2 separate regions of the Sus scrofa genome follow, and region 1 is linked to region 2. The links are chromatin contacts, called in public promoter capture Hi-C maps. All regions are on one chromosome and are shown on one strand. The core of a region is the stretch at or near the end of the contact, and the rest is flanking DNA. Distances in the headings are between cores, read along the strand shown.

What was found. Promoter capture Hi-C pulls out the DNA fragments that hold promoters and counts their contacts.
Region 1: a contact with region 2 is called in a promoter capture Hi-C map of liver, with 2.9 times the contacts expected there. The contact joins the promoter of INTS10 here to the promoter of FNTA in region 2. A contact is called at or near these places in 2 of 5 promoter capture datasets (fetal liver and liver) and 1 of 2 datasets of contacts at active chromatin or transcription factors (alveolar macrophages).

Annotation. Positions count from the first base shown.
Region 1 is chr17:12,086,386-12,089,085 of Sscrofa11.1, reverse strand. INTS10 (integrator complex subunit 10) reads left to right here and starts at 1,266. Exons shown (of 17, transcript XM_003134201.4): 1 at 1,266-1,642; 2 at 2,278-2,345. The coding sequence starts at 1,514.
Region 2 is chr17:11,927,066-11,929,787 of Sscrofa11.1, reverse strand. FNTA (protein farnesyltransferase/geranylgeranyltransferase type-1 subunit alpha) reads right to left here and starts at 1,461. Exons shown (of 9, transcript XM_021077538.1): 1 at 1,247-1,461. The coding sequence starts at 1,401.

The DNA.
Region 1 (2,700 bases), core at 17-2,516, 160 kb before region 2:
CAGGTTTCAAGGTCTGCAAGCTAAAAATCAGGGAGAAGAGGGAGTTCCATTGTGGCTCAGTGGTAACAAATCCAACTAGTATCCATGAGGACTCTGGTTTGACCCCCGGCCTCATTCAGTGGGTTAAGGATCCAGCATTGTTGCCATGAGCTGTGGTGTAGATGGCAGACATGGCTTGGATCTGGCCTTGCTGTGGCTGTGGTACAGGCTGGCAGCTGCAGCTCCCACTCAACTTCCTATGCCCCCGGTGGGGCCCTTAAAAAAAAAAAAGAAAAGAAATTACTCCTTAGATATGCATCTTAACTAGCGCCTGGATCCTGTTTTTCTCCATCCTGAACTCCCCTCATGAGGCAACATCAGGAACTGAGGGGGTCGTGCTACAGTGGCTGATGGCTTGATAGCAGGCAACACTTTTGGTACACAATGTATATACTGTGCAACGTATACATTCATATTTAACATGTGTACAATTTTTCGATGTATAGAAGTATATAGTAATTTTTTCTTTCTTCTTTCCTTCCTTCTTTCTACAAACAAAGCAGCTTTGAATCTCTAATCTTGGATCCAAATAGAAGCTATCAGTGGTACTAGAACTTGCTAAAATTCTTGTGTATAGACTTTGGATTGGAAACTCCAATGAAATGTTTAGAACCCACGTTTTGGCACATTCTTCCTACTAGGCAAATAAACGCCTCTGGCTCCTGAGTGCGGCCTCCCTTCACGAGAGCAGGGAGATTATTTTATTTGGTGAAAAGGACACTGATTTCGATTGGAGGAGATGATTAAACAGCTGTTTTCTGTAGGTCAGCCATCCCCAACGATGTAAACTCCGGCTGGACCAGGATAATCAACTCTGGAGTTCCCCAGCACGCAGCAAAGCACTCTCCAAGGACTATCACCGCAACCGCTCGATAAATGTTTGTTGAAGAAACCAGGGAATAAAGGCGCAACAACAGTGGGACAGGGCGGTACCGAGGCTCCATGGCACCGGCGTTCCCACCGAACTCAAACTGGCGCAGGCTTTTCTGTCCATTCGAACCAGCAGCGACTCCGCGTCAACCTCCGCCCTCCAGCTTCTGCCCCGCCCCAGCGGTGGCTTCAGGGCGCCGGGACGCGCCGGCCACTGGGGGCGGCACCAACCGCCCGCCTCCCGGCGCCGAGGAACCAGGCTCTGCGCATGCTCCCTGGAGGTACCAGGGTCACACCCCAGTCCGCAAGATTGAGAATCCGATTCTCCACGTCTTGGAGGCGACCTGGAAGAGTCTGGACCAACACCCAAGCTCCTCAAAAGAGGAAGGGGCTGGGCGGAGGCGGAGAACCGACACGAAAAGGCTGCTTACAAAACCCGGAAGCCCTTCCGGATCCACGTGCGGACGTCCTCCCGACTCCATTCATGCGCAGTAGCGTCGGCGGCGGCGTCGGCGGCGTCGGCGGCGTCGGCGGCACTAGTTAGTGGTGGTGTCTCCTAGCCGGAAGGTCCGGTTGCCTCTGGGCGCCCGACGCCGCCGGGGTCATGTCAGCCCAGGGCGACTGCGAGTTCCTGGTGCAGCGAGCTCGGGAGCTGGTGCAGCAGGACCTGTGGGCCGCCAAGGCTTGGCTAATCACGGCCCGCAGCCTCTACCCCACCGACTTCAACATCCAGGTGAGGCAGGGCCGCGCGCTCAGGTGGGAGCGCCCTCCCAGCCCCCCTCCGCCCTGCCCGGGGCCGCCCCGCGGGGCGGCACCCAGGACCCCGGGGCCCTTCCCCAGGCCAGGCCGGCGCGGGAGAGGGGAGCGTTAGCATCCTGCGGCCCGGACCGCGCCTCGTGCGGCCGGGGAAAGCTGCCAGCCGGCCCCTGGGTCCGGACCGCGGCGGTGGGTTGGGGCGGGATGGGGGCGGGGCGGTGTTTGAGGTTCCCACGGGTTAGAGCTCCTGCGCTGTGTAGTGAGCACCAGCGATAACTCTGGGCTGTAGCTATGGAAGGGGATGGAACGCCGCCACATCTGCAGCCAATCAAAGTGTATACGTGTATCAGGGGAACGAGAAGCGCCTAAGCTTACAGTGTTAGACGCCAGGTGCCTTCAGTAATTCTGATCTTAGTGGCCACCTGCTATCTCTGAGCCGTTCCTGCACCCATCTGGGAACCGGGGCTGGGAGTGAGCCTGTTAGCCCTGTGGTAGTGTCTCCAAGTGATGCCTGACTCTGGGACCTCCAGGGGTCGGGGTGGGGGCCGAAGGGGGTGAGCAGGGCTGGCCCGGGGCCAAGGGCCTGACCCCTGGCTCTAACTTGTGTTGCAGTATGAAATGTACACGATTGAGCGGAACGCAGAGCGGACGGCCACCGCCGGGAGGCTGCTCTACGACATGTGAGTGGGGACGCCGCTGGGTCTCTCAGGAGGTTTTGTTCCTGTCCTTGGAAGTAGGAGCTGAGGGAAGATCTTCAAGTTCACCTGCATATGGGGTGCCTAAAGCTTACCCAGTCACGGATCCAGGCCTTGCATTAATTGCTGCCATATCTAATGCAAAGAGGTCTTCTTAGGTTTTATTCGTGTTAAAACTCTACTATCCAGTTTATTTTATTTTGGAAAATTTAACTTTGCAGAAGTTCAGACAGTACTGGAGTGTAGAGAACAATAGGTGGGAGTCCATCCTAACCTTAACCAGAGTTAAGTGTGTGTATATATGTGTCTGTAGACATACAGTACTCATCAGTAAATGGGG
Region 2 (2,722 bases), core at 212-2,711:
TTTTCTAGGGCTGCACCAGCGGCAAATGGAGGTTCCCAGACTAGCGGTCGAATTGGAGCTGTAGCTGCCGGCCTACGCCAGAGCCACAGCCACAGCCACAGCCAAGCCAGATCCGAGCCGCGTCTTCGACCTACACCCACAGCTCATGGCAACGCCAGATCCTTAACTCACTGAGTGAGTCCAAGGATCAAACCTGCAACCTAATGGTTCCTAGTCAGATTCACTAACCACTGAGCCACGATGGGAACTCCAGAAATTTGTTTTAACCACTCTTTTACTTTCATTCTTTTCCTCTTACCCCTTTTCAAGTCTCAGCACTGATCAGCTATTGACAGCAAAGATTCTGTGGTATTTAGACAAATCCTAAAATTGTGTCCATTATATTTAAGGAGAAATCCAGGGGGGAAACAATTATCTTAGGTATGAGATCTAGCTTGGGGAGCGGCATGAGAAAAGCAAAGACACAGGGAAATCAGGCACAGGCTAGGAAAGGGATTACACAGTTCAGAAAGGAGGTGTGAGCACTATGGGGCCACCTCAACCAACTGAAATCACTGAAACGTTAACTCCAATAACAAAATGTGGATAGTGGCTTCCGTGCATTCATAAAATCTAGGCAAATCAGCCATCTCATGGGTTTGCGTAGAACTACAGGAGAAAAAAAAAGACATAGGAAAGCTAAGGACCATCTCTACAGGCTGAAATGGAGCTGAGGAATCAGTAGTACCAATAGAAAGCAAGGAACTAAAGGGGACGGGACTGGGTGTTGGCAAAAGTGGGGAAAAGCAAGAAAGTTAGAGCAGTACCCTGCACTACCTTACTGCACAGCGCTCGTACAATCATCCTCACAGCTTAACTTGGAGCCTGTCTGAGGCTAGGCGCTAAAACCATGAAAGAAAACGCTGAATGAAAACGTCCGGATCCTTAAAGGTCTTATGTTAGTTCCCTCCGTTCCTGCAGAACACCCAAGGGAAGCCCCGTTTCCAAAGTGAGCATGTGTGGACCTCATTTAAATTATTTCCTGCTGGGCTGTCCAACTGCACCCAAGCCCTTCGGCTCGGACAGTCAGCAGGCCGGCGCGGTGAGGCGCCGAACCTCCACGGTCCGGCGAAGTGACGGCGCGGGTCCCATCCGCCGCGCCCCGGCAGCCGGACCCCGAAGCCGCGCGAGCCTTGGCCCGAGCCGCGCCCGCTGCACTCCGCGTGCCGGCCAGGTCTCGGTGCCGCGGCCTGGCTGTGGGTGTTACCTGTACAGGACATAGGTGGGCGAGTCCAGGCTCAGGAACCCGTCGTCCATAGGGGACGCCACCGCCTCTTCCTGGGGCGGCTGGGGCGGCGGCGGCTCCGGCTGACTGGGCTCGCCACCCTGCGCAGACTCTCCGACACCGTCGGCGGCGGCCATCTCTCCTCGGCCTGCAGCGGAGGAGGCGGTGGAGACCCCGCCCCCGGCCCGGCCCGGCCCGGCCCCGCCCCTCCCCTCCCGCGGCCACTTCCTGTTTCCTCGCTCTTACCATAGAGACGCGGGCCAGAGGGCCTCCGAGCCGGCGCCCTTCCTTGGAGGTCCTGGTTGGGCTCGTGTCAGGTGGGGTCCACGGCATGCTCCCGGGGGCCCCCAGGTTTCCCACTCGCGCGAACACGTCCTTGCTTTGAAATGTGCTAGTGTTATTAGTTGTCATCGTCAGCGGGGAAGGTGCCTCTCCTTGGGAGCCCTGGATGAGAGTGGCTGGCTGCCCCTGCTCCATGTTACTTGTCCAAGGGCGTTTGCATTCCTTGGACACATTTTTTTTTTTCTTTCAGATGCTAAGAGTTTATACCGCAGAATTTCAGTCATCTAGAGCTTAACCTTTTGAAATTAAAGTCCTGATTATACATGTAATATGTGTATATGTTACAGGAAAGGTAAATATTTAACAAATACTTGCTGACTCGTATATGCCGTGCTTGCTCACAGCAGCAACCAACTTCTGCTGTCATGAACTTCTAGGGCTGGGTAGCAGAATTTACCGGCCTAAAATACGCTGTCGGCTTCAGGTCATGCCACTCCACATAAGCTGCTGTAGGTTTTTTTTGGTTATTTTGAGCCGCAGGCACTTGAAAAACAGCAAATACAGGGAGAAGCTTTCTCTGAATTCCCTTATTGGCCTAAAGACAGACTCTCCAAAAGAACTCAGCTGCAGTAAATCCCCTCTCTGGTAGTTTCAAGAGTCGAAGTGAACACCACACCCAGACACGTTCTGTCAAACTATGGAATCTCTACCCTGTTCCTCTAAAAGTCCATTCATCTCTCCTAAAAAACATTTACTCTCCAAGAGACCTCCTCTCCCCTTTCTCTCTTAAGGTGATATTTAAGCCTGAATTCTAAGCCACCTCTGGGAGCTGTTAATTTTTCTCTAGATATCTCTAAGTATTTTTCCATTTTCTCTAGGTATTCTCGAGCTATACATGTTAATAAACCCCTGTTTGTTTTTCTCTTGTTAATCAGACTTTTATTACCATGGTCTCAGCCAAGAACTCATAAGGGTGGAGGGAAAACCATTTTCACCCTCAGCAGTAGATGGTCAGGAAGGCTTTCCAGGGGCTGTTGGAGCAGAGATCTGCGAAAGGAAAAAGTATGCCAGTCAGAGAGAACAGGAGGTGACTGCTTGGCATGGTCTTGGTTAGGGAAGGACGCTACTGTCCTTCAAGGCCCATGAGTGAAAGGAATGAACTGCTAGGTTAAGATT